Linked DNA regions of Mus musculus: regions 1, 2, 3 and 4 are each linked to region 5. Evidence: chromatin contacts called from public Hi-C, HiChIP or PLAC-seq and Micro-C data. All regions are on one chromosome and are shown on one strand. The core of a region is the stretch at or near the end of the contact, and the rest is flanking DNA. Distances in the headings are between cores, read along the strand shown.

Region 1 (2,905 bases), core at 317-2,816, 320 kb after region 5:
TCTGATCATAGTGAAAGAAGTCATAACACACCTCCCCAATCGGCCAGCGCAGCAAAGCAGGGTCGTAACTGAGTCAGAATTCATATCCGAAAGCATGGCTGGTATTTTAAAATAGTTTTCATGTGTCTATCATGTTTGTGTTTTGTTGTTTATGAAAAGTCTTTTTAAATAAAGGTTCACTATTTTATGAATCTTAAGATCTCTCTGGATCTGGCAGTACCTTTGCTCTCATGTGAGGGAGATTGAACATCTGAGATTGAGGCATGCAGTTGTCCATCTATATTGAAACTGCCCAGGCTCCATTGAGTCTAAAGGATCTGCAGTGTGCATTCAAAAGGAGATTTAAATGCTTTTGTGATGTGCGAAGCACTTGCATATTTCTGGTCTAGCTTATGGTGATGTGTGTGTGTGTGTGTGTGTGTGTGTGTGTGTGTGTGTGTGTGTTTGTGTGTGTGTGTGTGTGTAAATCAGGACAGAGTTGTTTGTTTGCCAAATGGAAGGGGTAGTCTGTAGACTTCATCTGCTCAATCAGAAACTACATGCCAGTAGATGGAGGATAAAGGAGATGGAATTCAAGACGACTTCAACCCTGGGCTAATTTCTTACTTCAGAATTTGGTCATGTATGGAAACGTCCAGGTAGAGGCTCCAGCAGCACAGAAGAGAATAAGGAAAGACGTCCCCCTCCCCAACCATATAGAATACATGCCAAATTACACTAAGTACACATTTCCATGGTCAGGTACTACACATGTTTGTCCATCTGTCTGTACACCATTCAGGATATGGCTGTAAGGACTCTTACTGATAATCCAAATAGCTCACTGAATCAATAAGTAGGTTTTGTCAAAGAGCCAGGAAGGTGTGCTGAATTGATAACTGTTTGGAACCTTTGGTTCTAAACCTTCTTTTCCCAAGTCACAGAAAATGGAGGGAGAGAGAAGCACCAACTCTTTCCTCATGCCATGGCTCTTCTCATCCATCCATCACAAGCTACCAACAGACCATAACACCCTGACCATTCCTGGATGCTGAAAGAGGAGGTGGATCTTTTTTAAAATAGAAGAACTTGGCTACTTTTATAAAAAGAAATCACCTGCTAAATGTGTGGTCCCAGAAAGAAATGTCTCTGTAGACGGTGAAAGGACAGCCAGAGAGAGGCCCCAACCCTGGCATTCTGACCAGATTCCTGGCCACTTGCTGCTCAGTCACTAGGCTTGTACCTCACATCTGTTACATGCTCTGGGTGTGACGAGGGGGAATGTGCTTCCCCTCCCTGAGCCATAGTTCCTCATTTACAGACTGCAGAGTTTAGATTTCTCAGATCTCTCCCCTCCCCAATGCCTTAAAAAGCCCAGGTTATGAATTCGGAGACTCCGTGTAAAAGAAATGGGGGAAGTCAAGACAGGACAGGGCTTGTATTTAGGTGCTAAAAAAACAGGGACAAGTGACCACACCTCTTGCCAGTCTGGAAAATAAATCTACAAGGATCTGATCTGGGTTCCACAGATGACAGTGGAGTGTCCTACAAGGGGGTAATCAGTCACACAGGGTCAGGTTCTAGGCAGGTCGCCTCACTTAGAGAATGGCACCAATGTGTAGGCTGAACAGGTGTTTGAGGCCCAGCCAAGTGGATTGGAGGTCAGGCTGGGGCTTCAGTTCTAAAAACAGAGCCCAAGTGCAAAGCAGGCCTGAGGCAGAGCCCAACCATCCAGAGGCTCCAACATTGCTGGTGTGGCCACTGATGCCCAGACTCTTGGAGCAGGGGTTGCTGTATCTAGCGGAGAAAGAACTGTATCCAGGGTGACCTACCTTCTCAGGGCAAGGACAGCTTAGAGTCCAAGATGGAAGGTTGGAAAAGCTGGAACGGGATGCTTAGAACGGAAATCAGTGGTTCTTTTTAAAGATAGATTAAAATTACAATAGCCTGCACAGGGAGTGTTCCCTACTTTGCTAACTTAGTCTAAGTGTGTCATCTGTGTAGGAACTTGTTAGCAGGCTAGTTTAGGTCTCTGATATATAAACTAATGTGCAAACAGACAATTGTTTACTTAACCAATAAAGTTATTTTTGGTTAAGATAAAAACATGAGAATATCTAGACTTTCAAGTGTGACCACTACCACAGAAGATTTCAGGCCAAGATACCATGGGAAGAAGGCAAGAGTAGAAAGCAGGGTGGGAAAACGTGTAAACAGTAGGAGGCCTTGGCCTGACTTCTTTTTGTGGACTTCATGTCAGCTCTCATTTATGTCAGGCTCGGGGGATTGAAGTTACTGTCTTGACTTTCCAGTCACCTTTGCACCTTTCCAACAAGGGTGCCACACCCCTAAACTGAAAATGATTGGGTGAATGTTGGGGTTTGAAGGAGAGTGGCCCCGATAGGCTTATGGATTTGAGTGTTTTGTGTCCAGTTGTTGGAACTGCTTAGGGAGTATTGGGAGAGTGGCCTTGTAGGAGGAGGTGTGTCAGTAGGGAGAGGCTTTGAGCTTTCAAGGGTGCTTGCCAGGATATAAGTTCTCAGCTACTGCTCCATTGCTATGCCTGCCTGCTTGCTGTTAGCCTTCTGAAACTGTAAGCAAGCTCCTTTTATAAGTGCCTTGGTAATGGTTATCTCTTCAGAGCAATAGAGCAGTAACTAAGTAACCAAGACAGTAACTTTTTCCTTTCCTTTCCTTTCCTTTCCTTTCCTTTCCTTTCCTTTCCTTTCCTTTCCTTTCCTTTCCTTTCCTTTCCTTTCCTTTCCTTTCCTTTCCTTTCTTTTCTCCCTCCCTCCCTCCCTCCCTCCCTCCCTCCCTCCCTCCCTCCCTCCGTCCCTCCCTCCCTCCCTCCCTCCCTCCTTCCTTCCTTCATTCCTTCCTTCCTTCCTTCCTTCCTTCCTTCCTTCCTTCCTTCCTTCCTTCCTTC
Region 2 (3,139 bases), core at 477-2,976, 280 kb before region 5:
AGGCCAGCACACCATGTCTAAATGAGCAATTCAGCAACCTTTCGGAACAAGCACAATAAACTGTGTCTCAAAAATAACCCAAAAAACAAAAAACTCTACCTTGCCACAATAGGAAGTTCTGGTCACTAATACTTTTAATTTTTTTTAAAGAATATATGCTCAAGTCCAACACTCACACTAGATGACACACAGACAACCTGAAAACTTTTTTAAAGGGAGTTATCTTTGCAAACAGCACAACTTGGGAAAACAATCCCAAAATACAAAGAACTCCACAAAAGATGGCTTTAGTTTCAAGAACTGTAACTGCTATTATAAACATCTCACCATTTAAAAAATAAAAGGACTAAAAACAAAAAACAAAAGAAACAAAAAAAACCCATAAAACCCTTAGCTGCCTAAGGGAATCTTTCGTTCTGGAATCACAAAAATTAAAAAAGAAGAAGAAAGCAAGCAAACATGAAGCAGAAAGCAAGTAACTTCCAAAATAAAGTTCTATTAAGAAAAAATAAAAGATAATTCCGTCCCTAAGCCTTCCTTCTTTGGTGAGGTCTGTGATTTATATGGCTCTGCTCTGCAGAAAGCTCTTTCTGGACAGCTCAAGGAAGGAGCTGAGGGAGGGAGAGAAAGACACAGGCACAGAAAGGAGAGGAGAGAGAAAAAGAAAATGGCGCAGAGACTAAGTCCCGACCGTCGACAAGGCGACTTTCCCGGGAAGAATCCCGGCGGAGAAAGGCCGCCCGAGACCCAGCGACGGTCGACGCGGGGTCTCCGGTGCCCCCTCTGGAGAAGGCCGTGATCTGGGGGTGCTGAGACCCCGGGAAAGGGGGTCCAGAGGCGGCCCGATGGGAACAATGGGGCCGGTGAGCGAGGAGCCGGGACTTAGTCTCTGGGACGCCATGTCTGTCCTCTGCCCGGCTCCGGCCCGGCGCGGGGGAGGCAGGCAGCGGCGTGTGGGGACACTTGGGGCGGGGCGGGGGGCACACTCACCATTCAATCGGAAATCCGCTTCGATCTGAGGAAAGAAAAGGAGGGAAGATGAAACAACCGGCACATGAAGCCCCGGGGCGGCGGACGAGAGCGCGCGGCCGGGGGCCGGGGCTCGGGCCCACCCGGCGCCCCGGAACCCAGAGGCCCGCGAATGGCCTACCCGGGGCTGCCATCCCCCCACCAAACTCCAACTTGACGGCTCCGCCCGGGACCCGGCCATCCAAGCGACTCCAACCGGCCGCCCCTCATCGCAGACTCGGGCCTGTCAACCCGGCGCGGCCGGCTGGGGCTGGGACCGGGGCCCTGGCCGGGGCCGGAGCCGGCCCGGGCCCGAGCAGCTGGGGACGAGTCGGGGGCCGGCTGGTCGCACCTGGGAATCGTTGTGGAGATGGTCCCCGCTCATGTCGGCCGGCGTGCGAACGCTGCGGGCTCAGAGGCAGCGCGGGGGAAGAGAGGCGGACGGCAGGGACGGCCTGAACGGGCGGACGAAGCTCCTGAGAAGCACGAACAGACGGCGACAGCAGCCACCGGCCCGAGACTCCCGGGACAGTGGAGGAGGCAGCGGCGGTAGCGACGCGACTGACAGACTGCCGGGCGGGCGGACAGCGAGAACAGACCCCAGCAGTTGTGTAACAGCCTAAGTTCGCATTTCCCCTCACTGCGCCTGCGCGGCCGCTTTTAAATGGGACGTCGTCGTCGACGTCAGCGCTCGTGGAAAGAGGCTGAGGGTTGCGGCGGGTCTCTTAGAGGTCCGGGAGACAGAGCCGGTTTTGCCTCGCAAGTTCCGCCCCTTTATTAGCATACGGACTTAACTCCGCCCACTCTCTGCTTTCTGCCTTGCTACGGGACTGGCGTTCTCAGAGGCGGGACACCGGCTCTAGCAGCACGCAGGCGCAGCGTGGACACCGCCTCTGGACCTTGGACACCCGGGCGGCCACGTGGTAGGCCTTTAAAGGCCGCGGCGGGACCCAGCTAAGCTGGCCAGGGACCGTGTCTCCAGCTTCTGCATCTCTAGAGCCAGACAAGTTTGATCCGCACGTACCTTGGCTGCCCCGATCTTAGTTCACCAGCAGCCGTAAGGCATTTAGCTGGAGTCTCCTCACAGCCTTTGTCCAGACTTCTGGAATACTTCACATCCATTTATTTATTATTTATTCTTTTTTTTTGTAGGGGGGGGTGTTCGAGACAGGGTTTCTCTGTGTAGCCCTGACTGTCCTGGAACTCACTCAGTAGACCAGGCTGGCCTCGAACTCAGAAATCCTCCTGCCTCTGCCTCCCACGTGCTGGGATTGAAGGCGTGCGCCACCACCGCCCAGCACTTCACACCCATTTTTAAAAATTATTTTAATTTTTCAGTCAGGTTTAGCTCCAGTTTACAGTCATGTAGCCCTGTGTCACAAGTACCCTACTGCATTTGTTCTTTTTATAAACATTTATTAAGCGCCTACTGTGAGACAGGAATTAGTTTGATGTGAGAGGGCTAATATTCCAAATCAAAGGGAATTGGACCCCCAGGTAAATGGATCCTGGTTCTAACCAGGACTGTACCCTGAGAGAACTTTATTTAGGGAACACCATACTATAAGGTCTGCCCTGACTCCTCACAGTCCTGGGTGTGGACCATCGACCACTATCAAACTGTCTTGAGGGATTAATGACATTAGCAATTGGATTTGCAAGAACATCCCAGGCTGAATTCATCTCCAGTCTGGCTCAATCCCCCATATAAATAAATTCGGAAAATGTTCATAAACATTGAGTGATAAACACTTAGGGTTAATTCTTGTGAATATTTCAAAACTCAAGCCAGCTGGGCAGTGGTGGCATACGCCTTTAATCCCAACAGTTGAGAGGCAGAGGCAGGCGGATTTCTGAGTTCGAGGCCAGCCTGATCTACAGAGTGAGTTCCAGGACAACCAGGGCTACTTAGAGAAACTGTCCCGAAAAACCAAGCTTGAAGTGCTGCACGCCCCTTTCCGCATGCTGTACCCATGTGCCTCTCTCCTTTATAACAGTTATCACAGTTGTTAAGTTACCCATATGGGAGCTAGTGACTTCTTTTCTGTCTCCTTTATATAATTCGAGGTCAGTGAGGGTTAGGACCTCTCCATCTTGTTCAGCACTTAGCCCCCAGGAATCAACAGGTCCT
Region 3 (3,074 bases), core at 442-2,941, 280 kb after region 5:
TCTGTATCTCAGGTTGGCCAAACTATATGTAGCTGGAGTTGTGCTTGATATTCTAATCTTCCTGTCTCTACCTGCTTCAGGCATGGCACAAAATGCCCAACTTGGGCCAATCTCTTAAAGGTTCTACCATGGGCCAGTCTAAATACCACAGGCAGTTGTCCAAACTTTTACTATGTGGGCTTTGGGGGTATTTAACCAAACCACAGTAGGCCATTTCCAGCTCTCTCTTTACCTGATCTTTAGATTTCTGACTTGGGAGGAGTTGTCTACACCTGCTACAACTTTTCCCCATCTTTTTGTGACAGCAAAGCTTTACTCCACAGTGATTCTTAAGGTTGATAGTGAATTTGAATAACCTGAAGAGTTGATAGGTTTGCAGTTCCTCGGACCTTAACTCTAACCAAGAAAGCAGAATCCTGGGACAGAGAACTCTACCTCCAGAGACCACCTATGTGAGTTATCACCATGGAGATGGGGTCCATGTCAGCCTTTCTCATTCTTAACCCCTCAGCGCTAAGTGTTTTGGCGTGTGGTAGGCCCCCAGTACATGTTTGATCAAGGAAGAGATTTCAACAAACTGAGAAGTGGCCAAGGGCCCAAGGACCCCAGTGGGAATTTTAGGTGAAAGCAAATCTCATTAACATGTAGGGATTTCCTTGAAGCTTTTTAAATTCTCAATGCGTATTATCGTTCTTAGTAAAAGTATCAAAGTTCATAAAGATGCTATGCCAAGATGTTAATTATAGTTACCAGGTAATGTAGTCCCCTCCTTCTCACCTCTTTACAGACATTTCAGTCCATGATCCATTGGTCTTGTTGCTCTGGGTCTGGGGGTGGCTCTGGGGCAGCATATCCTGGAAGGAATGAGAGGGTTAAAGAAACTTTCGTGTTTCGCTGTAGCCAATAGGTAAAGAAAGAGAAGAGGACGAGCTAGGATAGCAAACTCACCCAGTGTATTACTTGGCAGAGATCTCACTTCTTTACTTCTATTCCTTCTCTCTCTCCTCTCTTTCTTTTATTGTATTTGCATGAAGAGAAAGCTGGAAAAATCTGTTCAATGCTAATTTTTTTTGGACTACTGAAATTTTGTCTACATTTTTGGTAATCTTCTATATTATATAAAAGTTTACTATTTATTATAAACTTGTATTGTTAAGAGATATTAGTCAGTAATGATTTAAATTAAAATGTGTATGCTTTTTGAAAACTATGAGTTAGAGGCATTGAGCCTATCTGACCTCAAACCCTACAGAATGAGTGAGAGGACACATTGGCTATGATTTGCATTTTCCCCTGAAGTGTGAGTTCTGAAGAGCCCCTGACTTCTGTCTCAGACAATGACTTTCTGGTCACAAAATACACAACATTGAAGATCAATGTGCCACCCACTTGTACTTCTGACACATGACCTGGGTACTTTATATTTTGAATCCCAGACAGCAGACAATATGACATCCATATACATGGTTAGACCTGCATTTAGGATTAAGTCCTGTGATCCCCTAAAAATCTTTAAGTCATTGCCCCCCACCCCGGGTTTATGGACAAACATAGGGTATATAAACAAAAGGGAAAGAGCAGCTTGTGTTTATAATAGATCTCATGATGCTTTGGGGTGACTAGAGGCCATGCGTGTTTACTCTTTAGGCAAGAGCTGGCCTGAGTGGAACTTCCCAGCCTGTGCTTCTGGTGAACTTAACTATTTCTCAGAAAATCTTAGCTCTGCTTTTATTTCCATCCCTTATTTCTAGATAGGATCTTCTTGAAGGGCTCTGCGTTTACAAAGCGAGCTCCCATGCCTTTCTTGTGAAATGCCTTTCTCTGGCTCCTTGATTGACCCTGCTATAGCCATAAACACCAGGGGTGTATAAAGCCCCCAAGAATACAGAGAAACAACCTCCTTGGTAGTTAGTGAAGCCGTGTGAGACAGCCTTTGGGTGGTGCACTGAGGACAGTGGTGATGCAAAGCCATTCTTGGCTAACTTCTAAAATCTCTCGGGAGATTTCTCTTCTGTGCGGTTAGTCATTGTGAAGGAGATGCACTGAAGACCCAGAGGAATTCTGAGTTTCTAGGGAAATTCTGATTTGGCCCAGGCTACAGTCATTGTGTAATGAGAAGCCACCAGCAGGGCTTTCTGGCTAGAAACATCAGAACTAATCATTGCTTAAGTAGGAAATAAGCTTTTGCTACTTTCTTCTGTTTAGAATTAGATAATAGTTGTTTCTATAGAACGTCTCAAACATCTACACCTACCCAGTCTTCCAAATACCCTTAAGAAATTTCTATCTCTGTCTATTTATTACACGTGCTGTCGAAAGGTTAATTTCATAGTATGTTTTAAGACCCTTTCCTACATTCCTCCTCTCCTACCAGACTGGAAGCAGTGAAGAACTGATGTTTTGAATGTGTTCTTCTGATTATGATCAGGAGCGCTCTAGATGTTCCTGGGAAGTGGCAGGATGGATACATGAGTCAAAACCTGTTTCCCCGAGAGCCTTTTGTCTTTGTATATTGCTTCTCTGACAGAACCAGAGAGACAGGAAGTGAAATTCCAAGGGATCTCAAGTCCCAGAGACACTAAGAAGATCCAAAATCTTGAAAGAAATTTTATATTTTCTTTCTCTCATATTTTCTACAAGCCGCACCTAGACAATTGGGCAAATCTCGACAGCTGTGGCATTTCCCGTTATCTTCCCTTCCCAGAGAAGACATCAAGCGTCAGGCCAGTTGGGAGCTAGTCTTTCTGGATGCTGATGTGAGGAAGTGGAAATGATTCAGATTTCTGCCCTACAGCCAGGGACAGAGCAGTGGAGGCAAAGAGATTCTAATGTCGAGTTACACGGGCGGATGATGGCAAAAGGCAGAAGCCCAGAGGGTCCATTGTATGGTGTTCTCTTTTATGCGGAGGGCATTGCATGGCTTTCGTGGAGTGAGATCTTTGATATCGAAATTCGCACATAGGGCAGTTTCCAAACATACCCCTTCCCCACCCCCACCCCCAGCCACACCCGTAATGTGAAGAAAGTCAAAGCTTTTTAGAAACTAAACGTGGTTTTCTTAAGATGTTCAAATG
Region 4 (3,165 bases), core at 416-2,915, 360 kb before region 5:
TGCAAAGACTCCTCATCCTGCCTCACACCGAGGAAAATGACTATCAGAAAGAGCCGAGGTTTCTCAAAACTCCTGACTTACTTCTCCCACCAGAGACTTGTGTGTAAACCCACCACACTCAGGTCTGGGAAGGCTACGACAGGAAACCAGAGGAGCAACTCTGGGCTACCCTGTGGTCACGAGAACATCCAACACAAAGGGCTGGACCTCAAAACCCAAGGCCAGGGAACCTTTCTGAATGCAAGCTCCTTGTTATATGCTGCAAGGGCAAAGGAGCCCTGGCTCTAGCTTTGGATGGCTGCCTAGCACCATGGACCTCCAAAATTCAGATCTGGGGCAAAAAAAAAAAAAAAAAAAAAAACCATCCACGGGACATGGGGAGGGGGAAGCAGTCACGGTTTTAGCTTTCATACCCCATCCTCCCAAAGAAGAGGGAGATGAGTAGGCCCGCTCTGCTCCACAACCAGCCCTACCCCAACATCTGCCTAAGTTCTACATGAGGATTCCAAAGGTTCTTGCGCCAATAAGCCCATCCCGGAGCTCTTAGGAGTTTTCACAGACAGCACACTCTGGAGAAATGGCAGTGGGCAGGAAGATCTTGTCGGTTCCCCAGGTTCTCAGGTTGGATGAGGGGGTCCCTGTCTTGGCTTCCCCTCACAGCCACTGACAGCCGCCCGATGCTAAGGGCCGGAATCCCACTCCACTTGTCCAACCAGTGAGGACTCTTAGGCCTCAGGGCAAAGTGCCTGGAACACTCCCCCCCTACTGGGGGAGGGGGTGTCCTATCAGGTGATCCAAGACCCGGATGCCCCCCTCCACCCGCCCCAGAGTGACCACCAGGGACTGGGCGGAGACGGGGCGCCAGGCGCGAGGCCCGAAAGTTTGCCCAAGTGTTTGGGAGGCGGGCAGGCGCGAGGCAGGCCGGAGTGGGGCGCACTTACTGGACCCCTCGATTTTGTCCGCGCCGCGGCTCCATGTGATCTGGCGCGTCTCCAACTTGACCTGGAAGGTCTTCCGTTCTGGCCGCTGCGACTTCTTGGAGTAGAACAAAGTCATGACGGTGCCCACCTCGAGGCTGCGGCAGAGGTGCAGCACCTCGGCTTCGGAGGGTGCGCCAGGCCCGCAGCCGTTGGCGCAGGGGGTCGCGACGCCCGCCATGCTGCAGCGACCTCGGCGACGCAAGCCGGCGGGCCCGGAGCGGCGGAGGCGGAGGCGGTGGCGGCGGCCGGGGAGGCGAGCGGGACCCGGTGGCAGCTCCTGCGGGCGGACGCGGGGCGGGGACTGAGCGCGGGGGCGGGGCGGGGTGAGGCTCCGCCCTCAGCGCGCCGGGAACAAAGACGCTCCTGGGGACGACCCCCGCCCACCGCCGCGCCTGCGCCCCGCAACCCGGGGCAGGCCGCAGCGGGCGGACCTGGACACCTCGGTTCGGCCGAGCTTTCCCCGCGCAGGCCTGACACAACGCGGGGCACGGCCGCCCGTCACGCACGCAACCCCGCCCACAGGCTGCGGCCCGTCGGTCCGACGCGCGCACGGGCCTCCGGCCCACACGGGACCCGCCGCGGCAGTGTGCACGCCTCCCAGGGAGCGAGGGGGCTGCGCGACCCCCAGCCCTCCCGCCGAACCCGGTTACCTGGCAAGGCTGCCGGGCGGAGGGAGCCGCGCCAGCCTGGCCTCCTCACACCCGCGGTGGCGGCGGGGGCGGGCCCTCCGCGCACCCTCTCCGGGGAGGGGCGCACTCGTGGATTGGCTAACAGGCCGTGAGTGACAGCACGCCTGCCACGCCCCCTCTGCGCAGACGTCTTTTGCAAGGGCTTGAGCAGACAGACGGGTTCTAGGGTGGCCTTGGAGTGTGGCCTCTGGGGAGGGGGCCACGCAGGTGTGGGCAGGGCCCTCAGACTCTCGGACGCGGGTCCGGTGGCCTTCGAGGCCTCTCGCGTGGTCCGCTGCCCTCCTCACGCTCCGCCCGCGCCCTACCTGCACTTAGTCTCCGAAGCTCTGGTTTGTCCTCTGCCTCATTTTCCTCTGGACTCAGTGCTGGGCCAGTTGCAGGGTGGCTTCCCCTCTGCGCAGACACAGGTGACCCCAATCCTGGGTCTCCCCTGACCTCCCGACCCAGGCATCTCGTCATCTGCGCCACAGCCTTGCTTGCCATCCTCATCACATGGCCCCTTTCACCCGCTACACCTTCTCTATATGGCAGTGAACTCCTGAATTTGGAAGACCCCACACCTTGCAAGAACCTTTTTTCTTCTCTCCCTCATCCCTAAGTAATCCACTGAGGCTCTTCCCTCCTGCCTTTGGGGCTCTCTCCACTCTACGCACGATCCTGAGGACCCCTCTTCTCTCTGTGTACACTATCCTCTTGGGTCTTGCCTGCATCTGAGCTTCAGAATTTACCACTAAAGCCTTTGAAATTGCGTACGTGAATTCCCACTGTGCTTCAAATCAGCACAGCTTCGTGGCCCAGCAGTCCTGTCTTGCCTTCCCCTATCTCTCCTGCTTCATCCCTCACCGCGGACTTTGCCTCTATTCTCCAGACATGACACCTGTCTGTGACTGTTAAATAACTTAAAATCAATCTTCCAAAAGCCGTTCTCTGAACAGCACGGGTAAACCCGAGGGCATCCCTTGATCCTGCCGTCTGGCCAATGATGAGCAGACAGTTAGTTGGACAGCTACCCTGCAGCTCTGGACAGCATCTGCATTTCAGAGGTGAGAAGTCCCACACAACATCCCCTTGCAGGAAAGCTCCCCTGGGATTCCTGAGACTAGAATTTGTGATGTATGGGTTTGGACAACCCACCCACCTGGGCCACCTTCGCTTTGCCAGGCAAATAGTGACAGATGCGCTATTTCCCTTGAGGGTGGTCTCAAGAACGTCCGAATTCTGTATACCACTGAGGAACTTTGTCCTGAGGGACTGGGGAGTTGAGATAGACTGACTGCCACCTAGTGACAGGCCTCTGATGTAGGCGGAAACTGGACTTGAGGTTGGCTTGCACAACTCATGATCCTAATTATCTTCTAATCAAGGTTTCAGAGCCCCGTGACTTGAAGTCAGGCTATGTAATAAGTGGGAAGCTGAGTGTCTGTGTTCCACAAGAGAGCCCACTGGGTGAGAGGTAATCCTGGTGGCCATTGGCTAGCTGGCCAATCATTAAGTAA
Region 5 (2,903 bases), core at 292-2,791:
CCGGGTCGGATCTCCGGATCCAGCGAATTCGACATCTATTCACTTTTGGGGTCGGGGTCGGGGTCTGAGGAAAGTCCCACATTTCCTGCCCTTCTGGCCCAGGGCAGGGAGTCTCTGTCGGCGCCCAACAGCCCTGTCTGAAAGCCCAGTGTTCTGCCTTCCTCCTCCCGTCTGCGTTCCGGAGAAGTTTCTCATCCGGTAGCCCTGAACCTTCGTCACCTGGCGTTTTCAGTTTAGAATACTGATCTTCCCAGCTCAGGACCTTTCCTGAGAGGAGTAGCCCACAAGCACACCTGGAAGGCTTGCATATGGAATTTCAGAAAAGGTGAGCAGAGAGGGTTAGTGGTTGAGTCCAAAGATGGGGTCGGAGGGCCTGTGCATAGTTCCAGAGGAGTCTGCCCTGGCTTTCAGGCCGCACACAGCCTGCGTTCAGGCCTGGCTTGGCCGGATCAGTTAGCTGGACCTGCACGGGTCCGAGACGCCATCCAAGCCTTCCCTCCCGCAAAGAACAAACCGGTTCAGGGCGCCGTTGCGCACCGTGGCCACTTGGGGTCGCACTTTATGCCTGTTTGAATCTCCTTGCAGCCGTCAGAAGCTTGGATCAGCTTAATCCTTACAAAACGTTCAGACAAAAACAGGGCCGGGTTCCCCAGCATCCCAGAGCCACTGAGTGCACAGACCGGTGTTGGTCTCGGCTCTGAGCCTCGGAGTTGTAAGGTTTCCACACGACTGGCAAGTGAAAGGTATTCAGAGCCTTTGGGCCAACTCTGTTTGTTTGTTTATCTTCTTTGGGAGCGTTTGGGGGTGTGTGTGGGGGGGTGGCGAATGCACGGAGCTGCGAGACCACTGGAGCTCTGTCTTCTGAGCTCAATCACTGAACCGGCTAAGAGAGGAACAGCGTCTCTTGGCCCGAGGAACCTTCCTAGAGGTTAAGAGTTAGATCTGAACAGAACTCTTGGAGCCCCAACCCCGCCCTCCCCCACCGCATACATTAGCGCAGACAGAGCTACCGAAACACAGGCACGCACCACACACATTCACTCGGCCCGCGGCGCCGAGGACACACGGAGCGTCGCCCACTGGGCGGGGGCCGCTTGGGAACAAAGGGCCAGGGAAGCGACATCCCGGGCGCTTATTCTGAGCCTACTTGGGGGTGACACGGGCCGAGGGTGGGAGTGTAAAGAGTATGTAGGGAGGCGTGAGTGCAGACAGCGGGGTGGGAACGGCGGCTTGGTCCAGAAGTGGGGCGCGCACTGAAGGCAAGCGTGCGGGAACCTCGACTCAGAGGGTGTTGGGGGTTGGGACCAGGCGGTCCGTCCCACTCGGCTCCAGCCCTCCTCCAGGCCTCAACGGCTTCGGGGCTCCTCCGGTCTCCAGTCAGCTGACGCGGGGGGGCGGGGGAGCTGTCAGGCACGCCCCGCCCAGCGTCGCTGGGCCGCGGGGGCCGTGCAGCCATTGGCCAACACGCCGGGCCGCTTGGGCCCCCGCGCTCCAGTGACATCAGGAAGCGATAAAAGGCGGCGGCGGCGCCAGCTCCTGCACAGCTGCACCGCCGGGCTGCGAGCGGCTGCAAGCAAGAAAGCCCTAGAGCCAAAGAGTCGGAGAGCGAGCGGCGGGCGCTTGCCCCGCGCCTCCCCTCTGCCCCTGCGCGCACCTCGCCGGCTTCTCTACCCTGCCCCGGCTCGACCTGACTCGTTCCCGGCGCGCTCGCAGCCCCAAGCTCCGGGGCAGCTCAGGCAGCCTCGGGAGGACTCTCCGGCGCGCCGCCGCGTCCCCAGACAAAGGCTTGGCCGGCGGCCCCGGCCCGCTGCGCCCTCGGCTCCCCGCCTCCCCGGCTTGCCGCTCTTCGCCCCCGCGTTTGGCTCGGCGCGTCCCGGCCGGCCGCAAAGTTTTCCCCGCGGCAGCGGCGGCTGAGCCTCGCTTTTAGCGATGGCCGCGGAGCTGAGCATGGGGCAAGAGCTGCCCACCAGCCCGCTGGCCATGGAGTACGTCAACGACTTCGACCTTCTCAAGTTCGACGTGAAGAAGGAGCCCCTGGGGCGCGCGGAGCGTCCGGGCCGGCCATGCACACGCCTGCAGCCTGCTGGCTCGGTGTCGTCCACCCCGCTCAGCACTCCGTGCAGCTCCGTGCCTTCTTCTCCCAGCTTCAGTCCGACTGAACCGAAGACCCATCTCGAGGACCTGTACTGGATGGCGAGCAACTACCAGCAGATGAACCCCGAGGCACTCAACCTGACGCCCGAGGACGCGGTGGAGGCGCTCATCGGTTCGCACCCAGTGCCCCAGCCGCTGCAGAGCTTCGACGGCTTCCGTAGTGCGCACCACCATCACCACCACCACCACCCTCATCCGCACCACGGGTACCCAGGAGCAGGTGTGACTCACGATGACCTGGGCCAGCACGCTCACCCGCACCATCACCATCATCACCAAGCGTCGCCCCCGCCGTCCAGCGCTGCCAGTCCCGCGCAACAGCTACCCACTAGCCACCCGGGGCCGGGACCGCACGCAACAGCCGCGGCGACGGCTGCGGGCGGCAACGGTAGTGTGGAGGACCGCTTCTCTGATGACCAGCTGGTGTCCATGTCGGTGCGTGAGCTGAACCGCCACCTGCGGGGCTTCACCAAGGACGAGGTGATCCGCCTGAAGCAGAAGCGGCGGACCCTGAAGAACCGGGGCTACGCCCAGTCGTGCAGGTATAAACGCGTCCAGCAGAAACATCACCTGGAGAACGAGAAGACGCAGCTCATTCAGCAGGTGGAGCAGCTTAAGCAGGAGGTGTCCCGGCTGGCCCGCGAGAGAGACGCCTACAAGGTCAAGTGCGAGAAACTCGCCAACTCCGGCTTCAGGGAGGCGGGCTCCACCAGCGACAGCCCCTCCTCTCCTGAGTTCTTTCTGTGAGT

What was found. A called contact is a pair of places that touch in the nucleus more often than the background predicts. HiChIP or PLAC-seq counts read pairs in DNA pulled down with a chosen protein or histone mark.
Region 1: a contact with region 5 is called in an H3K4me3 HiChIP or PLAC-seq map of microglia, with 7 times the contacts expected there. The contact joins the enhancer-like site here to the promoter of Mafb in region 5. A contact is called at or near these places in 7 of 39 promoter capture datasets (cancer-associated fibroblasts, embryonic stem cells, epiblast stem cells and 3 more), 10 of 484 Hi-C or Micro-C datasets (the BV-2 cell line, bone marrow-derived macrophages, cerebral cortex and 7 more), 13 of 115 datasets of contacts at active chromatin or transcription factors (bone marrow-derived dendritic cells, bone marrow-derived macrophages, craniofacial prominence and 9 more) and 5 of 9 other capture datasets (adipose tissue, bone marrow-derived macrophages, embryonic stem cells and 2 more).
Region 2: a Micro-C map of embryonic stem cells shows a contact between it and region 5, with 2.4 times the contacts expected there. The contact joins the promoter of Top1 here to the promoter of Mafb in region 5. A contact is called at or near these places in 3 of 39 promoter capture datasets (embryonic stem cells, hematopoietic stem and progenitor cells and liver), 3 of 484 Hi-C or Micro-C datasets (embryonic stem cells and rod photoreceptor) and 1 of 9 other capture datasets (adipose tissue).
Region 3: a contact with region 5 is called in a Hi-C map of 3T3-L1-derived adipocytes, with 2.8 times the contacts expected there. The contact joins the enhancer-like site here to the promoter of Mafb in region 5. A contact is called at or near these places in 3 of 39 promoter capture datasets (HPC-7-derived erythroid cells, embryonic stem cells and liver), 1 of 15 datasets of contacts at CTCF or cohesin (the NIH/3T3 cell line), 5 of 484 Hi-C or Micro-C datasets (3T3-L1-derived adipocytes, bone marrow-derived macrophages and nephron progenitors), 7 of 115 datasets of contacts at active chromatin or transcription factors (astrocytes, bone marrow-derived macrophages, craniofacial prominence and 3 more) and 3 of 9 other capture datasets (adipose tissue, liver and pancreatic islet).
Region 4: a Micro-C map of embryonic stem cells shows a contact between it and region 5, with 2.8 times the contacts expected there. The contact joins the promoter of Plcg1 here to the promoter of Mafb in region 5. A contact is called at or near these places in 3 of 39 promoter capture datasets (embryonic stem cells, hippocampal neurons and liver) and 3 of 484 Hi-C or Micro-C datasets (embryonic stem cells and muscle stem cells).

Annotation. Positions count from the first base shown.
Region 1 is chr2:160,043,117-160,046,021 of GRCm38.p6, reverse strand. No RefSeq gene overlaps it. Among named protein-coding and RNA genes, the nearest start is that of 9130015L21Rik, 28 kb to the right of the region's middle. Within about 2 kb of position 1,566, at least 13 of the 459 cell types and tissues checked have an H3K27ac peak or open chromatin away from gene starts, as enhancers often do. A contact at or near this core is called in adipose tissue, microglia and myocytes, where this site is marked.
Region 2 is chr2:160,644,484-160,647,622 of GRCm38.p6, reverse strand. Top1 (topoisomerase (DNA) I) reads right to left here and starts at 1,726. Exons shown (of 21, transcript NM_009408.2): 1 at 1,361-1,726; 2 at 991-1,015. The coding sequence starts at 1,393.
Region 3 is chr2:160,085,173-160,088,246 of GRCm38.p6, reverse strand. No RefSeq gene overlaps it. Among named protein-coding and RNA genes, the nearest start is that of 9130015L21Rik, 70 kb to the right of the region's middle. Within about 2 kb of position 1,691, at least 9 of the 459 cell types and tissues checked have an H3K27ac peak or open chromatin away from gene starts, as enhancers often do. A contact at or near this core is called in 3T3-L1-derived adipocytes, where this site is marked.
Region 4 is chr2:160,729,810-160,732,974 of GRCm38.p6, reverse strand. It overlaps Plcg1 (phospholipase C, gamma 1), which reads right to left and starts at 1,665. Exons shown (of 34, transcript NM_021280.3): 1 at 1,631-1,665; 2 at 942-1,257. The coding sequence starts at 1,158. Gm52567 (a long non-coding RNA gene) reads left to right here and starts at 2,228. Exons shown (of 2, transcript XR_003954082.1): 1 at 2,228-3,165.
Region 5 is chr2:160,365,703-160,368,605 of GRCm38.p6, reverse strand. It overlaps Mafb (v-maf musculoaponeurotic fibrosarcoma oncogene family, protein B (avian)), which reads left to right and starts at 1,541. Exons shown (of 1, transcript NM_010658.3): 1 at 1,541-2,903. The coding sequence starts at 1,930. The coding sequence ends at 2,901.